Linked DNA regions of Triticum aestivum: region 2 is linked to region 1. A link is a contact called in public Hi-C data. All regions are on one chromosome and are shown on one strand. Each heading gives the region's core, a stretch centred on a gene start, on an enhancer-like site or on the middle of the called end of the contact. The rest is flanking DNA. Distances are from core to core; before and after follow the strand shown. Region 1 holds the start of LOC123070208. Region 2 holds the start of LOC123070211 (probable isoprenylcysteine alpha-carbonyl methylesterase ICMEL2).

Region 1 (7,949 bases), core at 3,232-5,731:
TCCCATAAAAAAATTGCAGGTTACCGTATATTAGAGCTTCCATCCATCATATATGAAGGATTTGAGCCGTTTTTTGAGGGTCCTGTAAAACCGGTCAATGCCGGAGCAGGGGGCCTGCAACGCCGCGCGCGAGCAGCGAGCAGGCGGAGGAGCTCGCCGGTGGCTGGCCGGAGTGTCACCGGAGCAGGCTACGGGCCGGAGCGGCGCCGTTCTGGCCGGCCAGAGTTCGAGTTCGCCCATACGTGCGTCTCGGGTAAGAAGAAGCGTGAGGAGAAAAGGAAGAAAAAACTTTTACGGTACGAGTTTACGGGATCTGTTCTGCCCAATGCCTCGAGGTACCGTAAATTCGTTTTAGAGGGTCCTGTATACTGTTTTTACAGGTGATCTGTTTATGGGATCTGCTAGAGATGCTCTTAGGATTCCGTGCAATCAGCTTCCCCTCCCTTATATTAAAGGAGTTTGTGGACATCCCTACGTAATAGGACGTGGCCATGAGGAACAACCAAACAAAAAATAAACCAATCTAATCCCAATTCTCCCTCCTTGAGTCCTCCTTCCCCTGAGGCCCGACTGCCGACGAGGTACCATCCCCCCTCCTGCGGTCCAGGCCAGTATCCTACTGTAATTATACCAGTATAGGTGATATGCGGGTCAATACAAACGCATTACAAAAGTAAGTGTGATAAATGTTTAATGTGTTGTAGAACTCAGTGAGAGCTTACTATTGTCAAAAGCTGATTGGACAATTTTAGTGTGATGGTAGAATTTACAGATCATAGTATTATGTGTGAAAAAGCCAACAACCCAGTTAACAGTAAACAAGAAAGATCATTTGGCGAAGCCAATCGATGTTAATCAGAAACTAACCTGCCAGTACATGAATGTTTGCATAGCATTGCGTTGTTTCCTACAAAAGTAAAAGAAAAATATAAATGCAAGGTTAAGTGGCCACTGGAAGGGAGTTAATGACAATGAACAAGGCAGGCCTACTGACGAGAACAGGGATAAGATCATAAGAAAGCCCAACAAAATCTCTGCATTTGCAATCAGAAAGTTGACTGCAGTTGTGTTTGCCTCCACCCATGTGCAAAGCGGCTCCAGGTATGCCCTACAAATTAGCAACACGACAGTTATAATCCATTTTGCCAGCATGTTCAACGGGCAAAATATTGTAAACTGATAGCAGATTCAGTTCATACAAAATGACTATTCTGCATTTATCGGCTTGTTACCATGCAATTTTAATACAAATAAAACATTTCTATTTTGTGTTTGACTACTGATGGACCAGGGCTTGCTCATGTGGTCTGTTAGCCATTGCACAAAAAGGCAACAAAGAGTACTTTCAGGGGTTGAGGCTCAGAGAGATGAAAGCATATAACAAAAAAAGCCAAGATAATAACCTAATGGGTATGGAGATCATGCCTAAGCTATTGATTCTTTATGCGCAAAGCTGGAATGATAGCATGCACTGTGTATGCATAGAAGGCAAAACATGTTGTGCCTACAAGTCTGTCAGGTTCATTTTACCTGTAGAGAGAGGAATTGGTAAAATGGCGCCGTAGAAATCTGGCCACATGTTCAAGTGCCCAGCAAATTACCGGTACCAAAACAACTGCCACAAAGGGTTAACTCATCATGTGCAGGAAAGCTGAGACGTTTGGGTAGTAACATGAAAATTTTGATCTAAAAGATTAAATACTTCATATGCTTACGCTTCAAGTGTAGTTTAGATGTAACAAACATAAGGCAGTACATGAATGGAATAAAATCCTTTGATGAAGTTACATGGTGGCACCAGGCCTGAACAGCCTGTGTGTTCCCTACTCTGGGTAGCTGATAGGAAGGGTAAATGTTAGTTAAGTTGTGCAGGGTATCTGAAGTGGGAGGAAGAATAAAAAAAAGTAAATACCACACTCGATTTCATGTTACTGACCCCATAAAGAGCAAATATGGCATAACCTGTGGTACAGGTTGTGCCAAGAAGTGACAAACGATATCCCTTGAGTTGCAGTTGTCGTGTTGCCAGTGGAATGATGCCGATCAACGCAACAATAAGAACCTATAAAAAGAAGTGTGTATGATAAAGAAAATGTGATTTGCACACATCAACAAAAAATCTCCCGTTGCTCATCATAATGCATGCAAGCTAAAAGAAAGCATACAAGATTACACGTTCCACAGACTAACGTAGGTACTATCAAAAGTTGGGAAACTGATACTATAAAGTATAAAACGGATGGTTTAGTTCAATTTACGCAGGGAGGGCACTAAGATCTTGTTTGTACAAAAACCAAGGACCAATCATCCTTGACTACTGGTGTTTTGGCGAAACAAAACTTAAAACACTGTGTTAATCTGCTCTCACATATGCCTAATTCTGTAATAATCCTGACCATCCATTCGCTTATGATTTTGTTTGAAACTAAACTTCCATTAGGCAAATGAAGGGTCAAGATGAAGGTATTTTCATGAAGACCAGCATGCAGGCTTGGCTAAAGCAAAATATGCTCGGACTAGCAGTTAGTCTGATTAATCTCACTTACAGAAGTGAGCTGTTGTTTTACACTCCATTCAAGTAAGCCTAAAAATAGTTATCTGGTGGAGTACAAGATTGAGATGGATCTGACACTTTTAAGAGATGCACCAACTTAGACAAGACTAAGATATTCAGCAAGGATTGATGTTGACATACATATAGAAAAATTACATGTGATACAGTAATTGCTGACAAAGTACATCTGTCCATTTAAGCCATTTACCCAAGCATTAACAGAAAAATGTAATGACCGCTGATCCAACTGAAGCGAAAGTCTGCTTTGTGCTGGTCCAGCAGAATCAGCACCTACAAAATCCACGAAGATCAGATTGACAGGTGAAGATGGCTACAACTTACTAGGTGTTCAGTGTAGAGAGATGATACGATACGAGAATATGCTTGTTATCACCTGGATCATGAGGTATTGCATTATCATTAGCAGCTGTAGATTCTCGCTCTGTTGATGCTGGAAACTGAGAAGAGCTGGCTGAGGACATTCCTCCAGCAACAAAATCAGGACCCTATAACCAAACACAGGATAAGAAACAAACCTAAGCTCTTATAAAACCACGTTATGCATATAAAAATAGAAGTATACCCCAAAAAGGAGACAGAAAAAACATATTAAGGCAGTCACCATCACAGCTTTAATAGCAGTGGAATAATAAAAGGAAGATGGTTTGTGAAATTACAGCAGATATCAGTGACATGATTTGGTTGGAACAAAATAAAAAGATACATGGGAAAAACGTTACAGAAGGTCTTCCTTAAAGAAAGAGGCCGTATATAGATACAACGATTTCAACAATGTAGGTAGTCCTAAAACAAATAAAGCCCCAATGTAGAACTTCAAATTTTATTTTACTTTTTTGCGAGGAAATGTAGAACTTCAATTATTTTGCCCTGCTCCCTATTTCGTACTGCAATAATTTAATCAATTCCTTGCCATTTACAACTTTGATGGCCGTATGTACAATGTTCTAACTAGCACACTGGCAGAGGCCATAGAGTCAAATTGGGCAGAGATCAGGATCGCTCAAATAGGCAGAAACAAATTAGAAGCACAAACAGCTAGACCAACTACGCGGACTGATTACTGAGCATTTGAAATAGAACTAATCAAGCTTGTATGAATCTCAAGGAGTGAAATCCAAAAGGTGGGAACCGTTTGGCAGCTGCGGTTTTGTTCTAGACAAGTTGAAGGGCGAGGTTAGGTCTGAAACAAATCACCGAGGAGGCAATAATGAGGTGAATTACTTGAGGGGAAGGAGGCGAATCTTGGCGACATTGCTTAGCCACAAGCTGAAAACCGGCGGTAAAGGAAGACATGAGCGCAAGGAGGCGAGGATCTTGAGAGACCCTAACGAATTCCACCATAAGTCAGGCACGGCCTAGTCCCACAGCACTCAGTATCCCCCTCGCATCGCACATGTTCATCATCTATTGTCTCTCTCGCCAGTGAGCTGAAACTTTGAGCTCATGGCCAAACAATCTTGGGGGGTCATGTGGCGGGGGCGGCAGCAAGCGGGGCGGTTGTGTGCAGTGCGGGGAGCCAAATCGGGTGTGGGGATTAGCGAAGTCAAATGAAGTAGAGCTCCACTACAGAACAGAAGAGAAGAGAACACCAAGGGAGATGAGTAGTACTAGTAACTGGTGAGAAGCAGAGGCAGCAGCAAAACCTAACCTGCGTAAAATAATCCAGGGCCGCTTGGAACGGAGCCGGTCGCGGATTCCGATACAGTGGAGCCACGGGAAGGGGAGAGAGAGGGAGGGAGGGCGAGGGAGCCAGCCCTCCTCGAATCTAGACTTGGGCAATCTCCGACGCAAAGGCAGCAGCAGCACAGGGAGAGAGGAAGAAGACTGACCCCCTCCCTGCCTGCTGTCTCCTTCTCCTCCCCTTCTTTTTTTTCTCCTCTGATTTTTTTTCTTTTCTTTTCTTTTGCAATGCAGGCCATTGGTTATGTCGTTATGACGAACGCCCACTGCCCCACACGCCACGAAAGCGACCAGTGCGGGGGGCCCGCGACTATCGACGGACAGTTCAGGGGCGACATCGCAACATTGAAGGGTTCCGTGGTGCCAAGTGACAAGATGCCCCTTTTTCCTTTCTTTTCTTTTCTTTTTCTGTGACCGATAAAAAGACGTACACCACGAGTAAAAAGGGGGGAAATTCGAGTGGGGAGGAGGAGCTAAAGCAAACCGCACCAGATCTCTCTGCAGTGCGACGCCAGATCTGCGCACCCTCAATTAAACTTTCGATCTATTTACAAATGTTTCACGGGACGCGTTTGCGGGATCTATTTCGTGTTGGAGGGCTCGCTTTCTCGCAAATACAATAATAAGCACATATTTATCAAGTTCGTCAAGACAAGTTCATCATCATATATATACATGACTAATTGATCATCATACTAGTTCATCACCTCCAAAATCATGCGCAACAAATGAGGTATCAAGTTTAGGTTCATGAATGCGCAATAGAACAAGGCAAAATATGTTCAAACGACATAGATCAATCAAGCAACATTCTCAATGTTGCGAAGAACGTCGCCACCAACACCGCCCCTAACACCTTCATCACCATAATTCAAATTGACCGGAGAGCTCGCACCACCATCTTCATGAACTTGAACCGGGGAGCTCGCACCATCATCTCCATGAACTTGAACCGGAGAGCTCGCACCACCATCACCATCATTCTTGGACCAGAAAATTGAGCACGACCACCATCACCACCATTCACTTGGCTTGCCAAAGCACCACCTCCCATGCCGAAGCCACCATCACCGCCGCCACCACCCATGCCGAAGCCACCACCACCATTGCCGAAATAAAAGCCCCCTACAAACCCAACACGACCACCGGCCATAAGATTTTGGAGCTCCACCTTCCTCCGGAGCATGATCTCCATTCTTTTCAGCTCCCAAAATTCTCTTACCATTGCGTCCATGCCCTCCGGATTCATCATCATGAACCGTCCTCCTCGGCGGTCATCTCGTCCTTCCTCTTTTGCTCCTTAGGAAGAGCTTGCGCTCCTCGAAGGCACATCTCTTTTGCCATTTCTCCTCCTTGTGATTCTCTTTCTTCTCGGCCATGGCAACTTTTGCATCCCAATGCTTGGCTAGCATAGCCTCCTTCATCTTCGCCATCTCATCAATTTGATCCCTCAAACCGATTGCCTCGGAAGTCCCGTTGACTCTTGCTTTCTCCTTCTTGTTTCCATCTGTCTTGCCCTTGTTTCTTCCTCCTCTTAGTGCATCATCACTATCATCATCATCCACAACCTCCACTTTCATGCCTCTCTTTGGAGGGGATTCCTTGTCCCTCACCCTCCACTTCTCATTATCCCGGAGCCATTTCCAACAATGTTGAAGATTGAATGACCGGTCATTGGAGGCCGGGATTTTCTTGTAGTACTCATTGGCGATGCAATCCTACACATAAACATTGAGAAAATTGTGAGCTCATAATCTTCCTATGCACACGACTAGGGACTTAAAGATGAAATGCTCACATAATCACCAATAGTGGAGCCACTTGGTTTTGCACTCCGCACTTGCTCCAAGAATCCGTACCAACGGGAGCAAGCATTGTTGATGGTGTCCCAACGGCCTTGAAGGCCCTTCCAAGCTCCGGCCGGATGGGAATGGCATCATTTGATGAAAGTTGTGTTCGATCCTTTGCCAATAGTTTCCATAAGTATGATCCTTGCCGGTGATGGAGTCAAGAGAGATGCTTTCCCATGCTTTAACTAAGCACACATCCTCCGTCTCTGTGTAGTTGTCGGTCCTCCTGAACCGAGTATCATAGTCGGGCTCCAGGATCTCTTGCACATCATCTTCATTCTCATCGTGCACCTCCGCATCGACCTCAACATATGATGCATCAAAATCGCCAAGAGGGGCACTCAAATTCATCGTGCTCTAGGCCAACATCTCTGTATATGTGTAGGGCACATTTTGGCTACAAAAGTCGATGGCTAAAGCTCAATCAAGTGTTCCCAAAGGCCGAAAATGAAGATGACCGATGCAAAGCAAGCAAGAGATTTTTTTTACCCCCCGATCATTTCATCGAACACGTTGTGGGTGTGGCCGGCGGCTTGGCCGTCAATGTGGATGCCGGGGACGGCTGTAGGCGAAGGAGGTGACCGACCCCTTGACGCAATCGCCTTCTTCCTTGGAGGCTTCGCCCGCGCGCCGGCAGGGCCGGTCGAGGCGGTCTTCTTTCTCTTGAGCGGAGGACGTGGAACCGGAGCATGGGCGACACTCGATGCTGCCACGCCGAGTGCATCGCTTTGAACGAGATGGCTCCCTTGCCGCTTCCTCTTGAGGGCGGCGGCGGTGGCGGGAATTGGAGAGGCAGCAGGAGGAGTGGGAGCAGTGGGAGGCCCAGGCGGGCGGACCGATGGCAGTGGCGGCAGAGGCGTACCATAGTATGGCGCACCCAGGGGCGATGGTGGCTCATCCGCCTGAATTTTGGCGCGGCGCGGCCATACGGCGAGGTCGGAGGACGGATGGGCGGCGACATCGGGGTAGGAGACGAGAAATGGAAGCTGGTGGAAGTGGTTCGCGCCAGCTGAAAGGGGATCCAGCAAAATCAAGGGGATTCCCACACATATGGAGGAAATGGGCTCATGAATGCAGGATCCGCCAAAAAAATCTGGGATGACCCGATTTGGCGGATCTGCTTGAGCCGGCGATAAAGGATGTATCCCGTAAACCGGCGGTTATTTTAGCGGATGACCTGGTTTGCGGGGTCTGCCAGAGATGCTCTAAAGCCCCATAGGACCAGCGTACCAGAGTAGCAATCATCGACGATGAAGAAAGTCATAGATCAGAAGGATCAAATATGTAAACACCCACACGAAGACAAATGAAGACCGGATCCGAACAGATCCACCAAAGACTAGCACCTACCGAATCCCGCGAGATTCGACAGAGACAAACCTTCACACGCCCTCCAGCGATGCTAGATGCACCATCTAGACGGGGGTAGAATGTGAGAGACATTATTCCTACTAAGAGACATTACCGCCACCACATAGCCCCAACCAAGACGCTGGATTTAATAAGAATGAGAACGGGGATCCTCCCATCCGCGGCCGATTCCTCCAATGACACTAGCAGTGGCTGAACTAGAATGCAAGCGGACCAGTAGAGATTTGAATGGCAGAGCGTGCACGACCAGGTGGTGGTACAACTTGTGTTGTTGGTATGCACGGAAGAGCCGGTACCGAGCAGTCGACGCATTTAAGTACTTTGAGAGAAAGTATAAGGTGCATCTGTTGGCATTCTAGGAACCAGGGTACCCAGACTTGCCTACATGCGGCCCACGGCGTGGCTCCCTTGACGGCCTGGTACATCCGATCTTCAGCAACGACGAGTCAAGACCCTCGCAAGGGGCCAAGCCT
Region 2 (7,949 bases), core at 2,611-5,110, 320 kb after region 1:
TTCTTCTGTTAGGAATTGGTACTACTCGGATCTTGTTGTACTTCTATAGAGAATGCATTTCCAGTTTTTCTTTCACTTATGAATCATTTTGTGGTTCACTTCTTGATGGAAGTAGTCATCCCCGCGAGCACTCCGATGATACCGAGAACAACATTGGTGGTGGGATCAAAGAGGATTCAACATGATATGCACTTGGACAGGTGGGAGATGTTGGCAAAGGAAAGGTGGCGCGTCATATCATGGTAGAATTCAAGCAAATCTTCGTAGTAATTTGGTGAGAGAGGGGTCATCATAGGAGGGAAGACTATATGTAGTTCCAACATAACAATTATGTAGTCACCGGGTTGTAGTTATCAACATGGTTAATTTTATAGTTACCAAGTTGTATATGTTATAGAAACATGATTATTGTAGACCGACTTACCCATTATTTGGTTATAGAAAATCGTTGAAAACATACTTCAGCAAACTATTTGTGTAAATAACATGATAATATAGGCTCCCAGACCTGATAATTTAGATGCAAACACCACGATGATTTTGACCCGTGAGAAAAAGTTGTTGAAAACATACCACCAATAACTTCTAAGTAATAGCATGGTAAGATACGTCCCCTGACCTAATAATTTAGCTACAAACACCATGATAAATTTGACCCGTGGAAAAAGGTTGATGAAATTAAAACATACCACCTATAACTTCTAAGTAATAGCATGGTAATATACGCCCTCGGACCTGATAACTCAGGTATACAAACACCATGATAATTTTGACCCGGAGAAAAAGATATTAAAAACATACAACCAATTGCTTTTTGTGTAAATAGCATGATAATATAGCCTCCCGAACCTGGTAATTTAGATACAAACACCACAATAACTTTGACCCGTGGAAAAAGTTGTTAAAAACATACCACCGATAACTCCTATGTAAAAGCGTGATAATATATGCATCTGGATTTGATAACTTAGGTACAAACATCACGATAGCTTTTGACCCGTGGAAAAAAGTTATTGAAAACATACTCTATAAATAACATGGTAACACATGCTCCCGGACCTGATAACTTATGTACAAACACCACAATAACTTTTGACTCGTGGGAAAAAGTTATTGAAAACATACTCTGTAAATAACATGGTAACACAGGCTCACGAACCTGATAACTTATGTACAAACATGGCGATAATTTTGACCCATGATTTTTGTTGTTGAAAATACATGCACAACTAAGTTGATAACTTACTTAGTCCAGACGTGATAACTTTTGACCGGGAGGGGGAGGGACTTGTTAAAAAACACCCTTCGGTAATTCGTGTGTGAATATCATGGTAATATACACACAACGGAGTTAATAAACTTAGTCTACGCCTGATAACCTTTTGACCGAAAGAAGTTGTCGAAATATACCAACATGAGATCTAGTCTCGAAGGCCTTGTCGCAGCGATTTTTCATGTGAAAATGGTTTTTGTACCAGAGCGGCTGTTTGAGTTACAAAATATTTTAATTTTTTTAAATTTTGGTGGAATCCTCCCTGACATTAGCATTTTCAGTTCTCTAGGGCTAGCGCATGTGCATGTGGGAAGAAGGTTGAAGAAATCATTTTTTATGCCTCAATAATTTCTGCGTAAGCAACATGATAACTTACGCTCAACTAGCATCATAACTTGCGTAGCACATGCGTGGTATTTTTTTCTGAAAAAAGTCTGTCGAAACATACTAACACAGGGTCTAGTTTCGAAGATCTCTCCTGACGGATCTTGTATGTGAAAATAGTTTTTCGATCTAAGTGACAATTTGAGCTACAAAATATTTTAAAATTTTGAAATAGGGAGAATCTTGGATAACATCATAGTTTTGTCGTCTAGTGCATATATGCATGTGCACATGAGAAGAAAAGTTAAAATACCATCTTTTTATGCCCGGTATTTCCTATGAAAACAGCTTGGTAACTGTGTGTCACAGTCGTGATAACTTAAGTAGCACATGCGTGGTAAATTTTTACCCGAAAAAAACCATTAGAACATATCAACATGGGATCTAGTTTCAAAGGTTTCGTTGCGATGAATCTTTTATGTGAAGACAATTTTTCAATACGGCCGATGGTTTGAGCTACAAAACATTTTGATTTTCAATCTCCAAAAAGAATCTGCTGACATCATCTATTTCGTTTTTTCTACATGGATGTAATTAGAAGATTTTAATTAAACAAGGATTGATGAAAACACAAATAGAAAAGCATGCATGCATACATGGGAGGTCGTGTGAGGGAGATAGAAAGGATCGTCCGGATATGTCCCCTAAATTCCAAACGTTAGGATGTTAGTCATGTCCTTTAAATATTAACGTAGATCGGCGGCTGAAAATCTACGTGCCCCATTCCTGCGTGCAAAAGAGGACAAAGTTGCGGTAATGTTACCTACGTTCGCTCACTGGGAGAGGGGTGGCAGTGAACCATGTGTGATGGCAATTTTAGAAGCTGTTTGGTTCCCGGCCACAGTTTGCCAAGCCAAAATTTGGCAGCCACAGTTTGACAAGCATGTGTTTGGTTTTTTGTCACACTTTGGCTTGCCACACTTTATTGCCCCTATGGCCCACTTGTTAAAGAGACAATTTTTTTACCAACTTTTGCCAAAGTTTGGCGTCCAATTTCTTAGTCACACTTGTGTGGCTTGCCATATTTGTGTGGCTAGCCACACTTTGGCTTGGCCACACTAGTCTTCAACCAAACAGACCCTAAATTTCGATAAGAGATAAAACAGGGACAATTTTTAAATGAAAATTATTTTCAAGAAGAAACTGATATATTCTCTGAAAAGAATGCCATCCCTCACCACTTTATCAAAACTAAAACTGTCACATAATCGTTATGTGCTACCTTCATAAACGAACGTTCTAAAGTTACAAGGATCCCAAGATTATGGGTCCAGGCTTGTTGAGGAATTCGTTCGAGGAAAGTGAAGCGGCAAAATTGATCTCAGAGTAAAAGTGTTTTACAAACCAAACTGTTTTAAAAAAAAATCACATCGTTGACCCTTTTGTGCAGCGCCCGATAGTAAGACGTTGCACCCTACTGTGCAGCTCCTTACATGTAGACGCTGCACTATGACGCCTGAGTGTTAGGCGCCGCATCTATCAGACGCTGCACATTAAAGGTTAATTCGGTGAAATATTTTTAAAAACGGTTTAGTTTGTGAAATAGTTTCGTGAGATTAAATTTGTGCCTTTTGCCACGTGAAGCGTCACGTTTCCAATGAGTCGCATCAGCCGGCCAGCCGTGTCGGGAACTAGGAGCAAAGTCACTTGGGTTCTAACGCGTGGCGCGGCGACACGTAATCGCGGGCCCACCGAGCCGGACGCGGACGGCAGCGGCGTTCACCTCACAGCCGCACCCTAAAGCCAGCTACGCCTCGCTCCAGAGACCGCAAACGAAGCTCTAGAACCTGCAAAGATTCCCCTGCCTCACGCCACAATCATATACGCGGCCCTACCACGGTACACCACTCACCAATCATTTTAGCCCATACAAAAAATTGCATCATCGGGCCATTTAGGTACACACTCTCGTGTTTGTTGTCATCGTTTCATTTTTTTTCTTTCAAATTTCTAATTTTCTAATAACGGAAGAGATTTCCTTGCTGGGGCCTGAGCCTCCCCAGCGTCGTGTGCTGTGCTCGTCATCCATCATTGAGCCTTCTACGCATCCTTTTGCTGGCAAAGGACATATGCTCTGTGTGTGACCAACTGACCATAACGCACGATGAGTAGTACTCCTACCACGAGTAAATAATTTTTCGAATTTCGACAGTGTCACAGCATTCGTGTTGCTGTATCCAACTCGACTACCTTGGACACCGAAAGCCTCGTCCGGTTCCCAGTTCTCAGCCTGCAAAAGTCCGCCCACGCCGGAAGAATGGCGAAGCAAGGAGGCAAACGAGGATTTGCGGCATGTTGCTGCGCTCGCCCCGCCTCCCCCACGCGTCCCTCCACGCCACGCACTCGCGCTCGCGCTCCCCGCCCGCCTCCTCCTCCTCCTATTTAGGCGCGCCCCTCCTCCCCGCTCCATTCTTCCGCACCAACTCGAATCTCCCACTCCCAACCGCCCGGCGGACCTTCCCGAGCCTTCGCCACGCAATGGCAATGCAGTTTCCCCCCTCCGGGGACGACGCGCGCGAGGCGGACGCGCTCCTCCCGCGGAGCGACTCCGCCGGCCGCCGCCGCTCGTCGCCCGTGCAGTCCGCGTCCCCGAGGCCCCAGGGCTCGGCCGGCCCCAGGAGGCAGTCGTCCTTCCGCCACGACGTCGGCCATGCCGCCTCCGAGACCTACCTCGTCACGCGCCTCACCTTCACCCTGCTCCAGTACCTCGGGTAATCACCGAAATTCCTCGCTAGCTACTCCACTGTCTCAATCGCCACGAGGCACTCCAACTCGAGGGCGATCGCTATGATGCAACACGCACGGTAGTGGTGATGGTTTTGATGCTCCTGTAGCGACCCAAAATTTCAGTTCTACTTGGAAACTTCCTTATGCCCGGAGGTCGTTGAGATGGCTGAGTTGCCAAGGCAGCTTCATATCAATCCCTATGGAGAAGCCAACTCCACAAGGTTGTTTGATCACGCAATTGCGTGAGGGACATGGACTAGAATTAAGCTTCGGGGACCACATAACTGTTTCCCTGTCGTGCGGGCTTTGTCTTTGCATAACAAACCATTTGTTCAGAAACAAATAAAAAACCTGTATCCATCTTGATTTGAAGATCTTGGCCCTTTTCGTTGTAAAAGACGGAACAAGGAGGGGATCGCTTTTATCTGCCTTAGAATCGTGTTTCGCATCTTTGCTACTACAACAATACAGCTATTTCTGTCATAACCGTCTCCAAGAGATGCATCGGGGGGACGATCTTGCAAGCAGTTCTGCTGAAACATAAATAAGCCTGTCATGTATTCACTAGAGTAGTTGGTTGTGTGCATCCTAGCGGCGCAAAGCCAGGTTGTGTGCTCATTGTGTTTGTATCCCTTTGATGCTGCATTATGAGTCCGTACTGAAAATTGCTGGGAATATATTAAGGAAATTTATTTTGAAGTATGGCATGGGGAGGCCATGCAAATTCTTGCCCTTATTGTAGTTCAAAACTACGTCCATCTTGATAGGTTAAGATTCACTGACAATTTTCACCCTTTTTGTCAGAATGTAGTGATGAATAGAATCACTGTTGATATTTTTCTGTTCCCGTTCTAATTTTATTATTATTCAGGTTAGGTTACCGCTGGATGAGGCAGCTTCTTGCCCTTGCAGTCTATGCCATTCTACTTATGCCAGGTTTTTTGCAAGGTATATTGCAGACAGGTTACCATTTCAGGGATTGCGCTATTAGTTTTTGTTATGCACATCAAGGAGCATGTGGATGGATATTCTTTGTTATTTCTGATGTTCATGAGGTCTTCTGCTTCTTGAATGGACCCTTGGATTGTTGGCTCATTTCATTAGAATATGGTATCATCGATATCCTATAGCATTCTGAAAACATTCTTTTCTTACTGCAGTTGGATATTACTATTTCTTTTCAAGTCAGGTTCGTAGAAGTATAGTTTATGGAGAACAACCGAGAAACAGGTTAGATTTGTATATACCCAAAGATAATAGAAGACCCTGTCCCGTGGTGGCCTTTGTAACTGGTGGGGCCTGGATTATTGGGTGAGCTGATATTTTTGCAACTACGCATTCCGTTAATCCTTCACGGCGACTTCATTTGTTGACAACCTTGCTCGAAATTCAGTTACAAGGCATGGGGTGCCCTTCTTGGCAGGCGGTTGGCTGAGAGAGGAATCATAGTTGCTTGCATTGATTACAGGTGCTGCTTGATTTCCGTTGAAATCACTCCATATTATTTTGTTAATAATATGAAACAATTGTTTCACTTTTTATTTGCTTGACACAATATTCACACGTCTATTTTCAGAAATTTTCCTCAAGGAACAATAAGTGACATGGTTAGCGATGCTTCTCAGGGGATCTCATTCGTGTGTAACAACATTGCTAGTTATGGAGGTGATCCTAATCAGTAAGATAACCATTTTTTTGTGTGTACGAAAGTGACTTTTGAATGACCACAAAGAGCAGTTTTTCCCTTAGGCTAAGTTTACGTGCCAATTCATGTCATTTGCTTAAGAAGATGCATGATTCGGTTAACCGATGATTGTCAGCTAGATAGCCACAAATTATTGATGAATTATTCAGGAAACTTGACCTCTTTTTATACACTGGACACTTCTTAGAACTTTACTTAAAGCCCTTGTGCTAGCTTAAGTTTTATAAATATTTACATGTCATTTTGCATTATGTTGATGGCATATATTTACATCATTCTGTTTATTATCATTACTGATACCTTCCACCATAGTGATGTTTGTATATGCACGGCATTTCAGTTATCATAACTCTGTATGACCTAGTTGATTTTACGATAAACTTGTAGGATCTACTTGATGGGTCAGTCAGCAGGAGCACATATTTCAGCATGTGCCCTAATGGAACAGGCAGTAAAAGAGTCTAGCGGACAGCCCATTTCTTGGAGTGTTACACAAATCAAGGCATACTTTGGTTTATCTGGAGGGTGAGATCTTAGGTTCCTTGCTGGTTAGTCTTTTGTGCATGACTATTCAACTACTTGTGGAACTTAAGATAGTACAAGCATCAGAGCTCCTGTAAGCTGTGATGACATTTTAGGGGTTTTGGTTTTAGAATACTCCTTAAAACCCATAACCAAAGGTTAAATTTCATATTGTTCACAGAATATTTGAGTGATTGCTCCTGGAAGATATTGACTTCAGATATTTGGCCAGATACTGGGTACACATTAGGTTGCCCTTTTGTGTATTCAAAAAGTAATTGCAGTGATCATATTTTGTATGTTCTGGATTTGAACTAATTCGAACGTATCAATATGAGAGCTAGACTTAAAATAGTAAAACCAAACCAATTGTTGTCTTTGTATTTGCAACCAGATGGCTGTATAGATTGTCTTTTAGAAGACCTTATAAATTTTCCAACTTCTCCTCTGCCAGTAATTACAATAATAGTTTGGTCCAAATTTTTGGAATGACGCCACTACCAAACTCCTTCACCTAGTCCCAGTTGCTTCTAGTCTACAAAGAGGACACCATCATATTCCAATGTCACATGGAGTTTGATAGATTTGTACTTCAAAGTTATCTTGAAATATATATTGTGATATTTCTTTTTCATTGGATTACAAATAAAACTTGACCTCCAATATTTTATGTTTCCTTTCGGATGTATAATGGTGGACACTCGACATGGTTCAGTAACAGTAATATTTTGCAGATACAACATCCATAATTTGGTCGACCATTTCCATCAGCGTGGTCTGAACCGTTCAATATTTCTCAGGTAGTAATATGACTATGTTTTGATCCATCTATTTAATAATAAATTGATACTGACACCAAGCACAATTACTGTTTCAGTATAATGGAGGGAGAAGAAGCATTGTCACGTTATTCTCCTGAAATTGTTGTCAAGGAGTCGAGTACCCGGACCATAGCTCTACTTCCTCGTATCTTTCTTATGCATGGAACAGATGATTATTCAATACCATCGTCTGCCAGGTTTGTTTATGTCTTCTGCAGATGTTTATTTAACACAATGAAGGGCAAACCATACCCACCTACCCTCCAAAAATTCTTGATGTCGTGGTAAAAGGAAATTCTTTTACTGTGCAAGTTCATCTGCATCTCAATTTATTAAAACAAACTTTCCTTGGCATCTTAGTTTAGTCACTGTCTGTTCTTCTGATCTACTCCCTCCGTTCCTAAATATTTGTCTTTCTAGAGATTTCAACAAGTGAATACATACGGAGCAAGATGAGTGAATCTACACTCTAAAATATGTCTATGTACATCCGTATGTGGTAGTCCATTTGAAATCT

What was found. Hi-C and Micro-C count contacts between places; a contact is called where the count stands out from the background.
Region 2: a Hi-C map of leaf shows a contact between it and region 1, with 7 times the contacts expected there. The contact joins the promoter of LOC123070211 here to the promoter of LOC123070208 in region 1. A contact is called at or near these places in 5 of 5 Hi-C or Micro-C datasets (leaf, root and an unstated tissue) and 1 of 1 datasets of contacts at active chromatin or transcription factors (leaf).

The regions. Positions count from the first base shown.
Region 1 is chr3B:430,926,847-430,934,795 of IWGSC CS RefSeq v2.1, forward strand. LOC123070208 reads right to left here and starts at 4,482. Exons shown (of 9, transcript XM_044493283.1): 1 at 4,224-4,482; 2 at 2,949-3,060; 3 at 2,763-2,845; 4 at 1,937-2,062; 5 at 1,716-1,836; 6 at 1,531-1,615; 7 at 995-1,108; 8 at 868-907. The coding sequence starts at 3,036.
Region 2 is chr3B:431,247,615-431,255,563 of IWGSC CS RefSeq v2.1, forward strand. LOC123070211 (probable isoprenylcysteine alpha-carbonyl methylesterase ICMEL2) reads left to right here and starts at 3,861. Exons shown (of 11, transcript XM_044493286.1): 1 at 3,861-4,368; 2 at 5,256-5,332; 3 at 5,545-5,695; 4 at 5,778-5,852; 5 at 5,961-6,062; 6 at 6,477-6,614; 7 at 7,346-7,411; 8 at 7,489-7,629. The coding sequence starts at 3,950.